7 separate regions of the Mus musculus genome follow, and regions 1, 3, 4, 5, 6 and 7 are each linked to region 2. The links are chromatin contacts, called in public HiChIP or PLAC-seq, Micro-C and promoter capture Hi-C maps. All regions are on one chromosome and are shown on one strand. The core of a region is the stretch at or near the end of the contact, and the rest is flanking DNA. Distances in the headings are between cores, read along the strand shown.

Region 1 (2,884 bases), core at 145-2,644, 820 kb after region 2:
CCACCCGCAACTCCAGGGGTGTTCGTAGCCCTGATGATGCCAAACTATTCTACCGGAGGTGGGACAGCTTGGTGACAATCCTGACATGCTTCGGCTCCCGGGAAGTTAATGGGAATTAAACCACAGCAGCCCTCCTTTGTGGCGCTTTGGCCGGAACAGCAAAAGGGAGACAATGAGCGGTCTGTGCGCAGTTCCACGCCGATTGGCTGGTCACCCCCACTCCCCGAAACCCCTGATGTCATGGACTTGGAATGCAGGCAGGGAGGAAGGAAAGAGAGGATTTGGGGAGGGGGGCGCCTCTCATCTCTTTTCCAGGCCAAAAGTCTGAAAGATAAACCCTGGTGCATTCTTGAGATGAGTACACAGCAAAGCAACGCAGCCAGATTCCAATCACTCCAAAATTGCAACCCGCCACAGCAAATAAACCTCGAACAAAAGCGACCCTGCCGAGATATCGTGACAATTCAACGCGCTGCAAACTTCTCAGGATTGCATTTCTAAGTCTCTCATCTACAGCTGATCCGGCTCGCAGGCTGCGCGTTCAGGCTTTGTCTGGGCTTCCCGCACCAGCGGCGATTGCATCAAGGCACCACCGACGGGCTCCCTTTCCGCCCGCGGGTCCCAGGGGTCGGCGGGACACTCTCCCATGGAGGAGGAGGAGGAAAGGAACAATGAGGGGCCCGGGTTGGCCACGTAACCGCCCAACTTCGCTTGTGGGAGGAGGGGGCCAGGATGGAATGGGAGGAGACGCAGGGTCCCGCGGCAGCCCCAGCCCAGGCGGATGGCGGGGGCGGCAACTCCCGGAGACCCAGCCGTAAGGCAGGGCCCCGCCTAAGGGCCACAGGCCACTCAGGAGCGCCCCCTTCCCGGAGGGGCGCACCCTACAGCCTTGGAGCGGGCCCTGCGGCGCTGCGGGACTCCAGGCGTCCGGGAACCCCCACCGCCCGCCGGGGCCGCGGCGCGGGAACAAAGCCAGCACCAACGCGTGCGAGCCAGGCTCCGCGAGCCGAGGAGCATCTCTCTCTCCCGCAGCCTCGACGTCTCTCCGCGGCGGCTCCCAGCGCCCCCACCGCCGCGGCAAACCCCCAGCCCGCCCGCGCGCGTACCTTGTTCTTAACTTCGGCGGAGAGCCCGTAGGAAGGGCCCTTGTTGAAGTGGGTCATGGCTGTTTGGACGACTGGAAGAGTTCTAGCGGTCAGTCACCCTCGGTGTCCCTGCTCTTAGCCCCAGCGGCGGCCGCGCGGGTGATGCACGAGCTCGCTCCCCTGCGCGGCGCCGGAGAAGCCCGAACGCCGCAGACGGACGCGGATGATGCTTCGAGGTTCGCTAGGACTCGAGTCCCGCGGAGGCTCCGGGTCGCTCTGGACTGGGACCGGCTGCCCTGCTCGCTGCCCGCTCCGCGGCTCCGCACGCTCTGCCCCCAGCCTGGTCTCCCCCCACCCACCCCCGGGCCTCCAGGGATTGGCCGGCGAGCCCGACCAATGAGCGCCGCCTCCTCCCCCCTCGCCTGCTCCAAGGCTTCCCGGCCAATGGCAGCGCGGCGGGCGCGGCGCTCCCTCCCGCGGGGTCCCAGCCCCCGGCCCCGCCCTCACGCCACCTAGGACCTCGGCGCCCCTCCTCCCCGCTGGTCAGCGGGCTGCGACCGCCCCGCCCCGGCGCCTAGGGGCTTCTCAGCCGCCTTGGTTCTCATCAACTCCCAGGCATCTGTGGCGCTCCGACGGTGGAGGGGGACAGGAAGCTCCCCGAGCTGGCCCGCCGCTGACCGGCCACTCCATCCGTCTCCTCCCGGGCTACAGCGCGCCCAGATGTTGCGCTGGAAACCCGGGGAGCAGCCTTCGAATCCACGTGCCAGGCCGGGGGCGGGGGGGGGAGGCCTGCGTGGACATCTGCCAAGTCTCCCTCCCCACGCAGCTGCCGCACCTGTGGGGCTGACCTCTGCCTCGGTCAACGCTCTTTGCCAAAGTCCTGCTCATCCTGTCTAAACTTTGAATGCAGAGCGAAAGAAATTGGGAAAGTGTTGTGGCACAGCCAGGTTTTGGGGGGAGGGGGTACAGCTTTTTGGGTCCTTTTCTGGAGTCCCACCAGTTGCCCTTGGCAAGCACCTTCACCGGGGGTTCAGCCAGCCCAAAAGGCTAGGTAGTTTATTTGTTTTTAATTAGAGGACTGCCTTGACTGAGAAGTCTACCTGCTTTGGTTTGTTTTTTAATCTCTTTGAATCAGCACTCTGTATTCTTTTCCGTCCCCTTTCCTTTCTTCTGATCTCAAAGGCAAACTGATAGAGGAAAGGTGAGAACAGAGAGCACGCTGTCCCCTGCCTGTGTTCCTGGCACTACACTGGGCTATATGTCTTTGAAAGATTAGCTCATTCACTTTCCCAAAACTTACTCGGTAGACTTCAGATCCGTTTTAGTGGCTTGAAGGCTGCAACTCAGAGATTCCTAATAATGACAGCTATCACTGCCTCCAGAGTGTCACCGCTTGCCTTGGTGTCTTGGGGCACATCTAGGACAGGTTTTAGTCCTCTGGGTGTCAGTATGTTGGTTTATGTTTCCCAAATACAGCTGACATTCCAGAAGAGACTACAGGACCAGGGTCAGCCACTTGCATGGAAAAGAGAAGCCCAAATAGCCCAAGTTGAACCTTTCTGGGATAGAAATAAGGGAGTGTGGCATAGTGTCTCAAGCACTCTATCCCAGCACAAAGAGGATTGCTGTGTTGGGATAGAACCAGAGGTCTGCCTAAGCTACAGAGAAAAGAAAAAGGCACAGAATTTCTGTCAGCTGAAAGAATTTTTCATCAACGCTATAAGGTGCAATGTGATAGAGCAGTAACGAGTCAAATGGGCAGAAACGTGAAGTAACTTCCAATGATTTACTGATTGCTT
Region 2 (2,888 bases), core at 331-2,830:
TGCAGAGTATTTTCATACCCCATCTTTTCCTTACCACAACTACTTGATGAGAGAATATTACTCAAGGTTAAAGTTATAGCCGGGAAAACAGTCTCAAAGTCAAATAGCTCCTAGGTGTAACTGTTTCTTTTTTAAAATGTTTCCATTTATCTTATTTATTTTTTGAGCCAGGACCTCATCACATGGTAGCCCAGGCTGGCCTCGAATTCTACATTCTATTGCCTTAGCCCACTGAGGCTGCGTATTAGAAGAGCCCACCACCATACCCAGCTTATTACTCCCCACACATAATTGCACATCTGTCTTGTTTTGTTGTTTTAAGTAGTATACATGTTCCATATTATCAATACGCCTCTGCAATGAGTTGCACGGTCCATGGAGAACCACTGGCTCAGGAATGGGCCATTAACACAAATATAACACATTTTAATTCTAGATTAATCTGTCACTTCCAACTACACATTAGGTTTTTTGGGGGCGTGGGGGTTGGGGCTGACACTGGGTAGCCCTAGCTGTCCTGGAGTTCAATATACAAACCAGGCTGACCTCGAACTCAGAGATCCTACTGCTATTGCCTCCCTAGGGGCCGGGATTAAAGGCGTGTACCACCTGCCCCTCTTTAATGGTTTTGAAGCAAATACAATGTTAACATCCAGTAAGTTATTTGTCCCAAATCCAAATTCAGTACAATAGAGAAAGCAATGTCAACAATATCAAAGTTAAACCTATTGTTAGTCCATCTACCAAACACTAAACCTTTATCTTTCCTTTACCTTGGCTAAGGGAGAGGGACGGAAGATGAAGACGCGGGGCTGCAGTGGCTCTGTCCAGCCAGACAGGGGACCCGGTGGCCCTCAAGAGTTGTGCGATCAACTCCGACCGGCGGAGGCGCCCCTCGCCCCGCAGTGGCACCTGCCAAGCCGGGATAGTACCCAGCTCACTTCGGTACCTCCGAAGCGGGTCGAGCTCCGGAGAGCCCTGCTTGTCCCCACTTCGAGGAGACCCTCGGCCCCCACCGTGCTCACCTCCTCGCTGTGCGTGGACGGGCACTTTTTTCGCAGGCGGCCCCAGTTGAGCAGGTTCCCGGTCTGCAGGTGCAGGGTGCTGGCCCGCGCCAGGAGCGCCCCGGCCGCGCGGCTGTCGGTGCCCATGGCAGCTGCCGCCGGAGGGGACCGGGTAGCGCCGGAGCCGCGGAGAGATGGCGAGCGGGCGGGCAGGCGGGCGGGCGAGTGGGCAGACGGCTGCCTCGCAGGGCGCGGCGGTGCCCCAGGCCCCAGAGGAGAGCGCGAGGCTGCCGACTCCGCGCGGCCACAGCCCGGTGTGCGCTCGGGCCCGAGGAGGCCGGGCGGCGACGGAGAGGCGGTCCCGGAGGGAGGGAAGGAAGGGAGGGAGGCGCCGGCGCGGACGGTCGCTGCGGCTTCTGCGGCCGCCACCGCCGCCGCCGCTGAAACGAGGGAGCTGTTTCCTGGAAGACAATGACTAAGCAGAAACCTCACCCGAGAAAGTGCTTCGTAACCGTTACTCGTCCCGCGGCGGGCCAGGGGCGGGGCGCAGGCCCGCGGGTGACTGGCCCTCGGCCTGCGGCGGGCGTGGCGCCGGGCGGCCGGGAGCGGGCGGCGCCGCGGGGGAGAACAGCGCGCGGACGTGCGCCCCCTGCCGGCCAGAGCGCGGCGCGCGGCCTACGCCGCCAGCGCCTCGTGAGAGTTGACGGTGCGCCCGGGAGCGCCGCTCAGCCAATGGCCGCCCGCGCTGCGGCCCTGGACACGCCCTCTTCGAGAGGACCGCCGGAGGTCCATCCTCCCAGGCCTTGAGAGCGTGCCTGCTTCTGTGTCTAAGGAGCTGATGCGATGGCGCGAGTGTCTCATTGCCCGCGCCCCGCTCTGTTTTTTAAATTTATTTTTATTTTTTCCTTTTGCTTTGCTTTGCCCAAGAGTCTTTCCCCCAAACTGATCATTCTTCTTCCAGCGTGTTGATTTACCTATTTGCTGGTGCTGTATGAAACCAGAGAGTACAACTTTAATTTTCCCCTTTCAGAAGCCTAATCCTTCGAGAGAAAGGCCTCAGCCCATGAAACATTAAACAATAAAAATACCACGGGGCAGTTAGTTTCCAGGTCAGTTAAGCATAAGGAACAGATGGTAACAGAGAACGTTTTATGATTCACACTTTTACAAGTTGTTCGTGATTCTTCCCCATTCCCACTGGAGATGGCTGGGTATAATAGCAAACTGACCGTTTATTAAAGTTTTACCCAGGAAACAAACTTTTTAACAAACCAGTCAGGTATGTTAGAGCCAGGTGAGATTTTCATTATAAGGCGGCAAAATCTTTTCAAAAGAAACATGAATCTGAGTTGGTAAACTACTAAGAAATAGGAAAGGCTGGAAGATCGTTCCAGAAAAAGTGAGGCTGGTGTTGGGTACATCTTTGTGCACATCCAATGAGCAAGAATCCATGGAGAAGAGGTTTCCCAGGAGCAGCCCCTCACATGGCCTTACTTAAATATAAACAATTGATTCTTCTGATGAATTTTTTATGGTCATTGTTAGACTTTTGATTATATTCTCTTAAAAGTCCATGTAAATATTTGGTTAAAACTTAGTGGTCGCCGGGTGGTGGTGGCACACGCCTTTAATCCCAGCACTTGGGAGGCAGAGGCAGGTGAATCTGTGAATTCATGGCCAGCCTGGTCTACATAGAGAGTCCCAGGACAGCCAGAGCTAGGTAGAGAGACTCTGTCTCAAAACAAACATACAAAAATATTGTTTATTTGTGTGTATGTGTGTTTTCTTCCATGAGTTTATGGGCACCGTTCAGGGCCCCTGGAGGCCACAGGACATCAGATCTGCCGTTGGGTAGGTAGTTGTGATGAGTTACTAAGAGAAGGT
Region 3 (2,700 bases), core at 78-2,577, 950 kb after region 2:
ACAAATTCACTGTGCTGCCTGCAATATAAAAAAGTACAATATAGGGGCTGGTGAGATGGCTCAGCGGTTAAGAGCACTGACTGCTCTTCCAAAGGTCCTGAGTTCAAATCCCAGCAACCACATGGTGGCTCACAACCATCCGTAACGAGATCTGACGTCCTCTTCTGGTGTGTCTGAAGACAACTACAGTGTACTTACATATAATAAACAAGTCTTTAAAAAAAGTACAATATATACTACTATATACAGTTCATAACATTTGATAACAATAATACACAACTACATTACTAGTTTGTGTATTTTTATTAGTGTGTATTTTTTTTAAAGCTACTGTAAAACTGTATGGTCTCCTGCAGAGGCTGCCTTAAACACCTCGAATTTACTGTGTGTCTTGACTGCATCATTTTCTGTTAGGCAATGGTTTTGTTTTACTGTCCCTGGAGCAATAGGTTATAACATATGTATTCCAGACAGCATTGATATAGGTTTGGGTATCACCTTGGTTGTTTAAAGTTGAGTCGTGTTTAACTATACACTCGTCAAAACTGTTCATCTAAAATTTTAAGTTTTAAAATGTTCAGAGCTGACTGGACAGTTTATTACTCATATCCTGTCACTCTGGAGGTATCGTCGTATGGAGTGTCCACGTTTTTATCCTCAGGGACTTTGCGCATTCATAAGTGCGACAACTCTACTTCGTTTACCATGTAATGTTCACATTTCTTAAACTAAGTACAAAGACCTAGAATTAATAACGCACAGCAGCAAAGAGGGCAACAATATGTCAGCATCAAAAGGCTTCGGCGTACTCCGTCGCTAATTATTTGTTAGAAAGCAGTACACTACAGAGAGGCTTAATTACAGACAAGTGTAAATGACCTGTCTTAATGACAGGCGGCTGGGTGGCGTCAGCTAACCAGCATTTTTTCCTGCCTGGGGTGGCCGGTTCCGGGAACGCAAAGAAACTACAAATCTCAGCATGCAGCGCTCCTAAAGGCGCTAAGAAGGGCGAAGAGAGTCGCGATGCATTCTGGGGTTTGTAGTGCCTAACTCAAGACCGTCGGCCTCCGCCCGGATACTTACCGGATCCAGCCACGATCAAGAGTCTGAGAGACTCTCGGGGAGTGACGTGATGGGGCCCAAGCACGGTCCATAGTCGCTGGAATAGCAAGATCACTAGCCCTGCGGCTGTAGCAGCTAGAATCAGAATGCTCAGCATTCAAAGGATGGCGCATGCGTGTAGACCTGGCGCCAGCGGTTAAAGTTTGCAAGCACCGCGCTTAAGAGCAAACAGGGAGCAAAGCGCCTCTCTGTGGGCGGGGATGGTCTGCACTGGGCGGAGCTTGCCAAGTTGGGCGGTCAAAGTTCAGAAGTGTGGCTCTGATTGGAAAACGCAGAACGACGCGTCTCTTGCGTCTCAGTGAGCCGGGTTTGTCCGTGATGGGTGGGGCTAAGGGCAGTTTGCCCAGGAAGCGCTACAAGGAACAGTAATGGTTTTGTTACCCGAGTTTGTGCTGCAGTTGTGTAGTTGGAAAGTTAAGTGCTGGAGAAGTTTGATTTCTGCCAGTGGCGAGGTCAAACTACATGTATGGTAGAAGGACCACGAAGCCCCGGGTTAGTAGCTGCTCCTGTCCTGCCAGGTTTTGCCTGAGGCTCCTGGCATACATCACTACTTCCTTTCTTCCTTACGGGTTCCAAGACAAACCGAACTAGAAAATTTTTGCCAGTCAGAGGCATACTCTTAGGGGGAAAACATTCAAATCCGCCCTTTCCTGACATTTATGTTTTCTAGACAGTTTCACAGATCTCAAACTATAACCAGAATCCGGATCACTTCAAGCTATGTCATATTCCTGGGAGGATTGGAAACCCCTTGGCTTCAGGTAGCAAGGGAGGAAGACATAGCCCTGCAGTTAAGTTTATCACAAAGCATTTCTGGCTTATTCCTCCCGCGGTCCTCTGAAATGATAGACTTCCACTGCCCACTCTAATCCCAGTTGTGCGTGCGTTTGTGAACTTAGCCTAAATTACAGCAAAATAAAACCTCTTGACAACAAACATTCCTTCAGACCCTTATGGGGTTACAGATTGAATAGGTCAGGCATGCAGACAGGTCGAGAAAGGTGCTACAAATTGGCCTAAATGCAATAATGTCATGTCTAGAATTAGAAACCAGAAATCCTAACTCCTGCTGCCTAAGAATGCTACACCATATGGTCCGTTGTTAAATTCAGTTTGGATTGACGATCACATTTACCTGGAGCCTAGAATGCTTTTGGGAGCGATACTGAGTCAGAAGTTCCAGGAAGGCGCCCTGAGATCTCCTTATAAAGCTAGGTGTGTTGGTTCCCGAGTCAGCAAACTGCTTGGGAGATTTCCTGACTGTATCTCTATCTTGTTGATATTATAGCACGGTGCCTGTGGGCTCTTTCATCACTCCTTCTTAACCTCATTCTTTACAGTCAGGTTCTATGTAAATGTTACTCTTTGAATTACAATAGGGAAATAGATTACACAAAAGTTAATTTGCCTGAGGTTATTTATGTGATGAAAATCAATAAGAATGCCAGACTTTTAGACAGATATCATTTGTGGCTCAAGGGCTGGGGGGGTGGGGGTGGGGGCGGGGAGACAGCACAAAGGTTAAGAGCACTGGTTGCTTTTCCAGAGGTCCCAGGTTCCAGGCCGAGAACCCACATG
Region 4 (2,852 bases), core at 168-2,667, 650 kb before region 2:
CCTTAGCCCTGGATAACAAAAACAAGATCAACAAACCTTTTGCTTCAATGATCAGCCCAATTTCAGCAATGTCAAATGAAGAATTAAAAGGTATATTCATACATTAAAGAAACACAACCTCAGGTCTGGGTATTTATTAATTTCCAACACTAAAATTGCATTTATTTGTTTTGTTGTTGTTGTTTGAAACTGGCTCTTGATATGTAACCCAGGCAGGCCCCAAACTTGCTGCATAGCACAGGTTAGCCTATAGTCTTTTCACTCTCAAGACTGTTAAGATCTCCAGTGTACACCACCATGGTTTGCTTGCCTTATAATTATATTGACTCTTTGTGGCATTCCTCATTGGCCTAAGCCAGAAAAATTATTCGGAAATTATATGATTAATTCATTATAATATGAAATTTTATAAACTTCAATTCAGGATCCCTAAAGTAAAAGATAATTTATTCAGGCTTTATTTCAAGTAATGAAACATTTTTGCCTAGTTTGTAGTGTAAGCTACCATACTAGTAGACATTTATAGTAGAGTTAAATTACACCTCTGTGAAGAATGTACAGCATTTTATGGTTATTCCTAACGTTAGATAAGTTAGAGGAAAGAATTACATATAATTTATTTAAGCTGGGTTTTGAAAAAATTATTTTCTTACTTTATTAAAAGATCCTTGCTTTTTTAATCCCCTATAATCCCGTGGGTTTTTTTTTTAAACTCTGGAAATTATAACTCACTATAATATTCTTTTTTAAATGAACGCAAACATGTCAGTTTTTAATTACGCATGTGCAATTACCAGGCAAGGGAAGAAATCATAGGTGTCTCTTTCTTTGGTGTGTTTCAGAGAGCAGGGCTTGCCCGAGGGAGACAAGATATTCTTCCTAAAGCAGGAGGTGCAAGTATGGATTTCCTGGCTCTGAACAATCGGTCAGCTAGAGCTTTGCCACATCACAGGTCATTCAGTAACTACACAGACAGGAGAAAACAAACAGACAGGAAGCCAGTGCTTACCCATTTTCTCCATGAACTTTTCATAGTTCTCGTTCCGGTCTACTTTCCACGTGCCGTCGAATGCCATGATCTCAGCTGTGTGTGTCTCTAGGAAAGCAGAGGTCCAGTCCTGTCCACTAGAGAGAATTTATTCTATTTCTTATCTTCGAACCAATTCATACTGTGATGTGGAAGTTCGAAGTTCAGGAGATAACCTAACCGCCTCACATGCCAGGCCCCTTTGGTTTCTCTTCCCATGCTTTCTTTGAATCTACTGCTGGGATTCAACTGAATTAAAATCTGATAATCATTCCTACTCTGCCTTCAACTACAGCATGTGGGCATTTTTATTTCAAGAATTAGGGCCAGGTAATGATGGCTGACACTTTTAATCGCTGCTCTCCGGAGGCAGAGGCAGCCAGTTCTAAGGTTGGTCTAAAAGGGAGTTCCACTCCAGCCAAAAAGCAAACAACAAAAATGAATTAGGCAATAAACCAATCCAAACAAACAAACAACAACAACAAGAAACTCTCAAGGTAGTTTTCTATTTACAAGTTCAAAGTGCACACTATGTAGCAGGTAATATAATTTGTAACATATATCAAACTTCGGAGACATGAGACTTATACCCCAAGCCTTTCACAGGAGCCTTACAAAACTAAACACAAATGCAACTTCAAAGTTAAAGTTTGAGTGATTGTTGGAGCTAAAAATGTATTTTTATTTTAATTAGGAATAATCTTTTCCCTAAGATTAGTTTATTGAAATAAAATTAATCTTAAATTTAATATATTAGCTATTTGCCCAAACATCACTGTCATCATATTCTGAAACAGTGTTATTATTCCTAAAAGAAACTGCATACATTTCTAGCAGTGGGTGTTCATTTTCTATTTTAGACCATTAGGTTCTCAGCTGCTTTCTACCTCTATAGACATTTCATACAAATATAATTGCATAGTAGGTGGTCTTTTTATGTTTGAATCTTTTCACTGAATGTGTTCTCAATGTTTACATATCAGCCAGCTCTTTATTTTTTAATGTTTTATTCTTGATTAATGTGAGTAAATTATGTAAATTAAGGAATTCCGCATGACATTTCAATACAGGCATAATCAAATCCAGTTTCCCTCCCTCCCTCCTCTCATGCCAACCTCGAGCAACACACTCCAAACAATGTTTGTTAGTTGAAGTTATGTTTTCTAATATACCCTTTTGCATTGTATTTGGGGTTATCAGAGGTTTGTAGAAATATCCCTGGTTCCTGGCATACTTGTCTGATGCCCTGGGAATCATGAGGTTTTTTGTTTGTTTGGTTTTGTCTTGAAGGGTTATAGATCACTAAGCAAAACCTCAAGAGGTAGAAATGTGGGTGTATAGTGAGAATTCTGGAGTTTTGGTTTCTTTTAAAAACACAGGAACACTATGGGGATGTGTTTTTATTTTGATCCCTGGTGTGGTGTATAGGGCTGCTTCGGACTGTCAGAATCAGCTGTCCATGATTTGCTTCGTGCTCTAGCAGGGGTGTGATTTTGCCAGCTGCAGATGGTTGGTTGTTTTTGGTTGCGTTTGGTAAGTAGTCATGTGAAGGAAGAAACAAGAAGAGAAGGAGAGAAAGGAGAGAAGGAAGAGGAAGAGGAGGAGGAAGAGGAAGGAGGAGGAAGAGGAGAAAGAGGAAGGAAGAGGAAGGAGGAGGAGGAGGAGGAAGAAGAAGAAGAAGAAGAAGAAGAAGAAGAAGAAGAAGAAGAAGAAGAAGAAGAAGAAGAAGAAGAAGAAGAAGAAGAAGAAAAGAAGAAGAAAGAAATAAAATTCCTGACTGAGAAGATCAAACTTGCCCCCAAAAATGTGATGCCCCTAGTCATCA
Region 5 (2,753 bases), core at 186-2,685, 980 kb after region 2:
GTAATGGTGGTGCATTATCAGGAGAGAACAGAGCAACTGACCAACAATGAGGAGCTAGGATAAGTGCCTGCAGATGACAGTCCTGAGATAGCACTGTGAAATTCGTCTTAGCTGAACTGACCCTATAGATATCTGCCTATAACCATCACATGCCCACACAGTTATGAGAGGAGCACATGAGTACATGAAGCAGCTATGGGGCAAAGCAAAAACAGTCAGGGGCTATGCAGGTTGGGAAATATCTGTGATGAAACAGGTGTGGCCACAGCGCTGTGGCCCTGGAATGCCGAGACGCTTGGGTAGAACACAGGGAACGATCTGCATGGTCTTCCTGGCTGGTTTTCTGACCGTGTAGCTCATAGAGGTTTTCTCTGTGGTTCCGCCTAGACCGGGGAGCTTTCAGAAATAATTGAATTGTTCCATTTCTATAGATGAAGACGTGAGCTTCATTGAGCTTAGTTAGCTCAGTCAGCTGGAGACAGCTCGGCTAAAAAATGGACTCCAGGTTCTAATAAATAGGATTTCGGTTCTATTGCTTTCCAAGATGAATTTAAATACAGATGTGGTGTGAGATTATGTGTACATTTTCTGGCCTAAATTGGCAGCAGATGCTTCCCTGTGTGTATGCATATTATTAGGTCAAATATGTAAGCTTTATTTGGTAGGTATTTCTCACAAACAACTGCCCTATGTCATTAATGTTGAAATTTCCAGGTTATTCGATTTATGTAGAATTCATCTAGTTCCAAAAATAGGACTTGTGACTGCTTTTTTTTTTTTGGCAAATCATACAGCTTGTGTGTACCTCTGCATTATTTAGTTTTATTCCAGTTAATTGGATCTGGTTGATACAGCAGGTCGGAAAGCAGAGTTTATAGACTTGGCAGTTTGGGATACTCAGCCAGTCCTAAAACAAAACAAAAACAAACAAACAAACAAAAAAAAAACAGTCCAGTCCCATTTAAACATCCTGACCGCAGAGGGGTCCCGGATATAGATGGATTGCTAATGTACCCGTTTTTGTTACGTGGAAATCGAATCCAGGGCCTTGGACATGCTAGGCAGGAGCTATACTTGGATAGCTTGCGGTCCTTCAAGGGTGTTCTCCGGGGGTTTGGGAAGAGGCTGCTCTGGGACATGACGCCTCTTCTACACACGTGCCTCCTAGCCGGCTTGGCACGCACCTGCAGCCTCAAACCAGAACGGGGCGGGGCTGGACTTTGGCCGTGGCAGACGTGGCAGAAAGAAAAAAAAAAGCATCAGTTGCCATTTCATCTCCTCGACAAAGCAAACCATGCGGATCTTTTGCACAGCGTTTGGGCATATAAGACAGAATTCCCCATTGAAAAGGGGTTTGGGTTACGTGGCGAGCCGGGGCGCTGACCAACGCGGGGGCGGACTCACATACTTCTTCTCCCCACTCGTGAGGTCTGTGACTTGCTGGGAAAGCCCGCGCACCGCACACTGCACCCGGGCAGAGGTGTGAGCTCTCAGGGTTCCTTCGCAGCCCACCGCCTAAGCTCGCGGCTTCGAGCTCCCGCCGCGATCCAAGTCCCAGCGCCGGGAGGTGGGCCCCACGCGCGGCCTCCGGGCCCCGCCCACTCTGGCCTGGGGTCGGAGCCGCGGCGAGCGCCAGCCCAGTCCGAGCGGCCGCGGCCCCTTTAAGGAGCCGCTCTGCGGTAACCCGAGCCCGCAGTCCGGGCGGGCGCGGCGGCAGCGGCGGCGCGAGCCTCGGCGACAGCTCCTCCGGGCTCCCCCGGCTTTCCGCGAGCATCTCGCGCGTGGCTCCGGCCGGCGCAGCCTTCGGGCCAGGCTGGATGACCAGGCGCCTGTGAGCCCCGCTGCGCTCTCCCGGCCCCGCGTAGCCGCCGCCCGCGGGAGTCGTCCCGGGACCCGGCACAGGTGACGCCGTTTGGACGGGATCCGGGAGGAGGGCGGCCTCGCCCAGCGCAGCCTCGGGCACTGCGCCGCGTCGCACCGGCCTAGCGCGGCCGAGCTCGGGCGCCCGAGGCGGGTGGGAGCGCGCGGGAGGCTCTCGCAGGTGTGCGGCGGCGCAGCATCCTTCCTGCTGTCGGCCCCGCGCCGCTTAGCTCGGAGCAGATGATGTCCCGGGCCCGCGGCCCCCGGCGCTGGCCCGGGGTCCACTCGGTTCTCCCAGGCTGCTTGGTTCGGTCCCCCGGCTTTCCTGCTTGGCTAGAGGCAATCAAGGGGTCTGAGCCCAAAGCGGGTGGGTGCAACCTCTGGGCCTGCGGGGGACGCTTTCTTGCGAGAGACCGGCTCAGGGTCGGGAGCATCAAGTGGCATCCCCATCCTCCTTTTCTAAAAAAAGTAGCCTATTTTTACCCCCCACGACTCTCAAGTGGGTCCCATTTTTAGCCACCTGAGTGCTTAAGTCTAGTGGAGGGAGAATTGGTTTCTCTTTCCAGCCTCTGTAACCTCCTGGCAAGTTGGTTAAACTAAGTGCCTTCGTTTACCTTGGTAGGAAATGGGGCCTCTAATGCCACTATCTTATTTTCCCACCTTTCCAAGATGGTAGGGCAGCCTCTGTGAAAGTGGTTTTAAGTTAAGTTCATTTAACGGACACTTGCTGGCCTGTGTTTTTGTTTTTATTTGTAAGCATTTTCGAGCCACTGTACATGTGTATGTAAAACTGCAAAATATTAAAAAGTAATCTTTGATGTTTAAATTAACTCAGATACCAGTTTGGAGGCAATGTGGGAGAGTTTGTGTGGATGGTGGGAATTAATGTGTTT
Region 6 (2,915 bases), core at 216-2,715, 710 kb after region 2:
GCTTTTAAAAATAATATTTGTATTAGTTTTTTGAGAATTTCATACAATGTATCTTGGCATTTCCCTCCTAGATCTACTCCTGCCTCCTCAACAACTCCATACTCTCTCTCTCTCTCTCTTAAAGGTTCATTTATTTAATGTATATGAGTACATTGTAGCCGTCTTCAGACACACCTGAAGGGGGCATCAGATCCCATTTCAGATGGTTGTGAGCCACCATGTAGTTGCTGGGAATTGAACTCGGGACCCCTGGAAGAGCAGTCAGTGCTCTTTTAAGATTTATTTATTTAAATTATGTATGTGTGTACACTGTAACTGTACAGATGGTTGTGAGCCTTCATGTGGTTTTTGGAAATTAAATTTTACTCCGGTCAGCCCTGCTCGCTCCAAGCCCAAAGATTTTATTATTATACACAAGTACACTGTAGCTGACTTCAGACGCACCAGAAGAGGGCATCATATCACATTACGGGTGGTTGTGAGCCACCACGTGGTTTCTGGGATTTGAACTCAGGACCTTCAGAAGAGCAATCAGTGCTCTTAACCGTTGAGCCACCTCTCCAGCCCCACAATCTGAACTCTTGCCTGTGTGATGTACAGTATCTTTTCTATTTAAAGATTTATTTATTTATTAGATGGAAGTACACTGTAGCTGTCTTCAGACACCCTAGAAGAGGGCGTCAGATCTCATTACAGAGTGAGCCACCATGTGGTTGCTGGGATTTGAAGTCAGGACCTTCAGAAGAGCAATCAGTGCTCTTAACTGCTGAGTCATCTCTCCAGCCCGATGTACAGTATCATGAGGCCTCTGAATTTGCTCCCCAGGACTGTATCTTGTCCTCACTATCGCTCTAATACATTTGCTAACATAATATTCCCTTTCAAGTTTGATTATTTATACAACAAGTTGAGCCCAGCAGCAGAACAAATGATTAGGGTGCATAAAGCCGTGGGTTCAGACCCCAGCACTAAAATGAGAAAGAAGACAATGAGGTTTTGCCTAAACACACACGTAAGAGACAGTTTAAGATGCTGTTTTCCAAGGCTTCCACCCTACAAAATGCTCCATGAGATTCAGTTTGGAGCTGATTAACTGTATCTTAAAGCAGGCTCATCTTTCAGGGCTCAGCGGGGCCTCTCTCCCCATGACTTCTGTGATTACCTCTGTTTTCTCTCTCTCTCTCTCTCTCTCTCTCTCTCTCTCTCTCTCTCTCTCTCTCTCTGTCCTTTGCGCTTCCTCCTGGGTTTCTCTTTAGATCCCGTTGTCCCAGAGGAAAAACAAAAACAAGACAATCAAACAGAACACAAGATGCCTTGTATATCTAGTGTAGAAGAGAAATCGTGGCTCAGCTCTCATTAATCAACCGATTGGGTAGAGTTCACCAGCCGCTCACTTTGTCTTGTAAATAATTACTTAGAGTCTGAGGCCCATGAGCTCTGCTTGAAGTCTTCTGGCTCCATCTTCTGGATTAAATTGTAAGTATTTGGAGAAAGAACTGGGTGAAAGTCCACAGAGCAGGGTGGGACTTGAGGGAGTGAAATCAGGTGTCTGGGCTCAGGATTCCAGGAGCTCCTGACCCGTTCTCAATCACATCACCCCCATCCCCCACTCCCCCTACCCCCACCCCTGCCCAGCCGGCCTCAGGGAGACTGGCTGGGCCAGCTGCTGCCAATCTAGTGTTTTATCTGTGGGGTCATGACCTGCACTCTAGTGCTTCCTACTCTTCCCTGTCTAGACTTGCAGTCCACGGTCTGACATCAGTTCAGAGGCGCCCACCAAAGCCTCTGACAAGGGCCATTACAATAGCCAAGATGAGCTGAAAGCAAACAGATGAAAGCAGTAAAAATTAGAACTCACTCACCCGGAAAAGGCTGAAGGTGGATGAGCTCTTATTCTAACATCTTTGTACACAATACTAAGGCAGAAAAACTCTTCTGATTCTGTGCCGTTTATATTTAGCGGATACTTCAATATCTTGATCTTTTTTAAATGTATAGCAACAGGCTTTTATGAAGAAAGTCCATTTGCACTGTAGACTCCGTTCTAAGTTAACTTGCCCTTAGGCAAGGGCATGGCCCCTGCCCTTGAGGTCTGAGAAAAATCACAAAATGTCCCTGGAAGTAACAAAATAGACATAGTAGCTGCTGCTAGCTGATAACAACAGAGTGGGCTAAGAAAACCTAAGTCTTTCCTAGGTCAAGGTGCTCCGGTTTTGATGTACGCTCCCTCCTTATGGTTTAACCAGGTGCTGTAAACCAATTAGTTTAAAGACCTTCCACGGACCGGGCTCAATCGGCCCCCCTCAATTCGTGGGGAGTCAGGGGTTCCGGCAGGTGGACATAGAGTCGGCGAGAATGGGGTGACAAACAGACATGACACGAGAGAGTGTGTTGGATCTGAATGTAATGTCAAATTGAGCATCAAACTTTTTATACAGTAGAAAATAGGGAAGTTCGGTGACACATCGGCAAGGTACAATGAGATTACTGGATGCTTAATGACTATCACACAAAACAGGAATGCAAACACAAAGACTGGCAGGAACTGGGCAATAAAACAACTGAGACAAGGTCAGCTCTATCTAAGGTCAGCTATATTCTAGGAAGCCAGGTGTGAGGTCTTTACACTCCCAGGGCAAGGGCTTTCATGCCCAAGTCATGGCTCTAATTAGGGAGTTCCGTTCTAGCTAACCTTCTCATGAATAATGCAATACTTTAAAACCACAGCTTGATCTAATTCCTAAACCATTGTAAATTCCTGTATATGGGAGTGACTTGGCTTTTATTCTAAGTGATTGTGTGTGGGGACTTTCTACTAATAAGTAATGTAGTCTGCCATACATAACTATAATAAGAATTCTAAACTTGGGGCTGGTGAGGTGGCTCAGCGGTTAAGAGCACTGACTACTCTTCCA
Region 7 (2,857 bases), core at 344-2,843, 520 kb after region 2:
ACGTGCAAAGCTGTTAGCCATCTTGCTTTGGTTTTAACCTGGCTTACCTTATCTGTACAGTGTAGGTATAGTTGGTGGGTTTGGGTTGCCACTCCAAAATTGTCTTGAAATCAGTTGATATCCAAGTTAAATTAAACGCTTTCTCTGGAATGCCTACAAATAAGCACAAAATATCTCGAATTGCACCCAGTTCTGTGGTCTCGACCTTGTGTCTTAAACACTTTCCCAGCCTCTGCCATCAAAGGGAGCACATGTTTTGTTGCCAGTCACAAAAATAACGTTGCTAACTTGTCAAGAGCAGAGGGTGTGTGTGTGTGTGTGTGTGTGTGTGTGTACGTGTCCTTCCCCCCACGCCCCATCCCCGCCCTCAGGGCCATATAGTCCTCTAGGCAACACCCATACTGCAATCCGTGGAAAGAGCTGAAGATCCTGAAGTCCTCCTTTAAACTATTCCAGGGAAAGCCCACTTTAAAACGACACAGAAGGAGGGCCCAAGGTGCCAGAGAGTCCCGGACTCTTCCGAAGCCGTCGGAGAGGCCGCAAGGAAGGGTTTGAATAAATTCCAAACAGGGCTAGTCCCCCACACACGTGAGAGTCAGGAATGCACATAAACGAAAAAAAAAAAAAAGAGTCTAACCGGACTTTTCCCATTGTAATCTAAAATATCTTTACACTGAAATTCTCAAGGAGAGCTCGTCAGACGTGCAGCCCACGTGGCACCTGTCACATGGTGGGATGCTATTCCATTAAAGTGCTGTCATCAACGTCTCGTTTTGCAAGCCCCCTGGTTTCAGCCTCTGCCTCAACTCAGCACTGGGTAGATGTGGGTATGCACTCTGTCTTGCCTGAGTTTACAACAGCCTTGCTTCTATCAGACCGAAACCAAAGGCCACAAGAACACCTATTTATTACGGGAAGGCGCACACCTTGTCAGAGATAACATGCAAGCCACGCAAAGCGCAAAGCACGCCGACTTTGGCAAAGGCGGGCCCACGAGCCTGCCACCTTCAAGGGCCCAACATCTAGGAAACTCTCCCTCAGAGTTAAAGCTGGAATCTCAGTTTTATCTTATGCAACCGCGGTGGACGCACAAAGCAGGCATCTTTAGCAGTGACAACTGCCAGGAGTCCGGGCACCAACTACCTTCCATCCCATTGTTCATTCAAATCCTCAGGGCGAGCGCAGCCAAATCCACAGGTACAGCCGGACACCTTGGTGTCCCCAAGGAACCAGAGCAGCACCCCCCCTCCCCCCCCAGCTAGCCAGATAGGTTCTCTGTTTCCCGCGGGCGGAGCGCCCCCGGCTTCTCAGGACCAATGCCACTCACCTGCACCCGCGGTCACCTGGAGGAGGAGGCAGCCGAGAAACGTGGGCGCGAGAGCCGCTAGGAGGCGCGGGCGCACGAGGATCGCCATGTCCAAGGGCTGGAGGCGAGGTCTCGGGGCTTCAGCGGCGGCGCGTTGGCTACGCTACAGGAGCGATCGGAGGGAGCGAGTGATGGGTACCGGCTGTACCCAGGCTGCCGGGGTCGGCGCGGGGTGCGTTATAAAGGGCCGCGCGGACACCGGCTCCTCTCCACCCCGCGCCGCCTCCGCCGAAGCTCGCGACTCCCCGCCCCCCGGCCCGGGTCACTCGCTTTCGCGGTGGGCGGCTCCCGATCAGTCCACACCCCTGCCCCGCCCACTCCCCTCCTGTAGGAAACTCCGAGACCCCGAAAGGGGTGACTCAACCGTGATTCAACAGCGCCGCGGAGCACCGAGCTGCCCCTTCGGCGCAGGCGGATCCAGGTACTGCGGAGACCCAGGCTCCCGGGCTGATCCCTGGATGACCAGCCTGGGTGGCTGGCTGGGGAGAAAGGAGTGTCATTGAAGGGACTTAAGTTGAAAGTCAAGGGAGTCTTACTTTTCCTCTGCTTTCGATGTACGCTGAGGCCCTAGCAGAGGATGTATCAAAGCCCCTGGACCACTCCTGGTAGCAGAGGGCAGTTCCAAAGCCCTGCCTGAACACGCAGTGGCTAGCAGATCATTCTGTCAGTCCCTTTGGTCCGCTGCACAGGGCGGTGCAGTAAATGCACGTGTCTGCCATGGACAAGGGCCCTGGATTAGGTCTAAAGGCCACTTGGCACCCCACTCCCGTTCCCGAGGTGACCGAGGAACTGCAACATGAAGCCTGAGAGAATTTGAGCGTGACTTCTGTAGCCACGGGGGTTCCAGGAAGGATGATTCTCACGTTGAGGAAGCCCGCAGTGGGTTTGAGTGAATTCCTCCAAAGCGCAGAAAAACAAAAAATGAAACTGAAAAATAAACATTCGGACGTTCCAATTTGTGTTTTCCCTTCCTGGATGCTGGGAATGGACCCAGGAGCCCACCTCTGTCACTGAGCCTAGTGGCAGCCAGGTGTCACTTGCAAGCTTTGGGTTTTCTTCATTTATTTCCTGGCCTCCTGTTCTAGGCTTTGCCGTGACGTTGTTGAAGCCTTAGACGATCACTTATCCTACTGGTAGCATTTGCTCGACAGTGTATCAAACGATTTCTTGTCACTCCTGGTTGACTGTCCAGTTTATCCCTTCTTTTCCAATTTCCCTAATTCTGCGACCCTTTAACACAGCTCCTCATATTGTAGTGATCCCAACCATAAAATTATTTTTATTGCTACTTCATAACTGTAATTTTGCTACGGTTATGAACTGTAATGTAAATATCTGTGTCTTTGGATGCTTTGTACAATCTTCCTTCCTTCCTTCCTTCCTTCCTTCCTTCCTTCCTTTCTTCCTTCCTTTTTTACTTTCCTTGAGTAAAGTCAAACTTGGGTCCACCTTGTAGGCTCTGAGAAGTGTAAAGAGTAACTAAGCTGTCGT

Evidence for each region. Promoter capture Hi-C pulls out the DNA fragments that hold promoters and counts their contacts. A called contact is a pair of places that touch in the nucleus more often than the background predicts. HiChIP or PLAC-seq counts read pairs in DNA pulled down with a chosen protein or histone mark. Capture Hi-C pulls out chosen DNA fragments and counts their contacts.
Region 1: a contact with region 2 is called in a Micro-C map of embryonic stem cells, with 7 times the contacts expected there. The contact joins the promoter of Cnn3 here to the promoter of Gclm in region 2. A contact is called at or near these places in 5 of 484 Hi-C or Micro-C datasets (B cells, CD4 T cells and embryonic stem cells) and 1 of 9 other capture datasets (adipose tissue).
Region 3: a contact with region 2 is called in a promoter capture Hi-C map of adipose tissue, with 2.6 times the contacts expected there. The contact joins the promoter of Alg14 here to the promoter of Gclm in region 2. A contact is called at or near these places in 2 of 39 promoter capture datasets (erythroid cells and pre-B cells), 1 of 484 Hi-C or Micro-C datasets (embryonic stem cells) and 2 of 9 other capture datasets (adipose tissue and liver).
Region 4: a contact with region 2 is called in a promoter capture Hi-C map of hippocampal neurons, with 4 times the contacts expected there. The contact joins the promoter of Fabp2 here to the promoter of Gclm in region 2. A contact is called at or near these places in 2 of 39 promoter capture datasets (hippocampal neurons and liver), 3 of 115 datasets of contacts at active chromatin or transcription factors (the 230-238 cell line, embryonic stem cells and stem cell-derived neural progenitor cells) and 1 of 9 other capture datasets (embryonic stem cells).
Region 5: a contact with region 2 is called in a Micro-C map of the G1E-ER4 cell line. The contact joins the promoter of Tlcd4 here to the promoter of Gclm in region 2. A contact is called at or near these places in 1 of 39 promoter capture datasets (hippocampal neurons) and 1 of 484 Hi-C or Micro-C datasets (the G1E-ER4 cell line).
Region 6: an H3K27ac HiChIP or PLAC-seq map of embryonic stem cells shows a contact between it and region 2, with 6 times the contacts expected there. The contact joins the enhancer-like site here to the promoter of Gclm in region 2. A contact is called at or near these places in 1 of 39 promoter capture datasets (HPC-7-derived erythroid cells), 1 of 484 Hi-C or Micro-C datasets (neutrophils) and 5 of 115 datasets of contacts at active chromatin or transcription factors (embryonic stem cells, epiblast stem cells and stem cell-derived neural progenitor cells).
Region 7: an H3K27ac HiChIP or PLAC-seq map of embryonic stem cells shows a contact between it and region 2, with 2.6 times the contacts expected there. The contact joins the promoter of F3 here to the promoter of Gclm in region 2. A contact is called at or near these places in 3 of 115 datasets of contacts at active chromatin or transcription factors (embryonic stem cells and pancreatic cancer cells).

Annotation. Positions count from the first base shown.
Region 1 is chr3:121,425,051-121,427,934 of GRCm38.p6, reverse strand. Cnn3 (calponin 3, acidic) reads right to left here and starts at 1,394. Exons shown (of 7, transcript NM_028044.2): 1 at 1,107-1,394. The coding sequence starts at 1,163.
Region 2 is chr3:122,244,249-122,247,136 of GRCm38.p6, reverse strand. It overlaps Gclm (glutamate-cysteine ligase, modifier subunit), which reads right to left and starts at 1,580. Exons shown (of 7, transcript NM_008129.4): 1 at 1,026-1,580. The coding sequence starts at 1,151. It overlaps Gm46822 (a long non-coding RNA gene), which reads left to right and starts at 2,765. Exons shown (of 6, transcript XR_001783970.1): 1 at 2,765-2,888.
Region 3 is chr3:121,290,367-121,293,066 of GRCm38.p6, reverse strand. Alg14 (asparagine-linked glycosylation 14) reads right to left here and starts at 1,327. Exons shown (of 4, transcript NM_024178.3): 1 at 1,084-1,327. The coding sequence starts at 1,219.
Region 4 is chr3:122,893,637-122,896,488 of GRCm38.p6, reverse strand. Fabp2 (fatty acid binding protein 2, intestinal) reads right to left here and starts at 1,417. Exons shown (of 4, transcript NM_007980.3): 1 at 1,010-1,417. The coding sequence starts at 1,076. The region is part of intron 3 of 4933405D12Rik (RIKEN cDNA 4933405D12 gene); the gene reads left to right.
Region 5 is chr3:121,261,849-121,264,601 of GRCm38.p6, reverse strand. It overlaps Tlcd4 (TLC domain containing 4), which reads left to right and starts at 1,435. Exons shown (of 8, transcript NM_001355678.2): 1 at 1,435-1,902.
Region 6 is chr3:121,538,726-121,541,640 of GRCm38.p6, reverse strand. No RefSeq gene overlaps it. Among named protein-coding and RNA genes, the nearest start is that of Gm40135, 5.0 kb to the left of the region's middle. Within about 2 kb of position 1,465, at least 59 of the 459 cell types and tissues checked have an H3K27ac peak or open chromatin away from gene starts, as enhancers often do. A contact at or near this core is called in embryonic stem cells, where this site is marked.
Region 7 is chr3:121,722,273-121,725,129 of GRCm38.p6, reverse strand. F3 (coagulation factor III) reads right to left here and starts at 1,593. Exons shown (of 6, transcript NM_010171.3): 1 at 1,328-1,593; 2 at 48-153. The coding sequence starts at 1,415.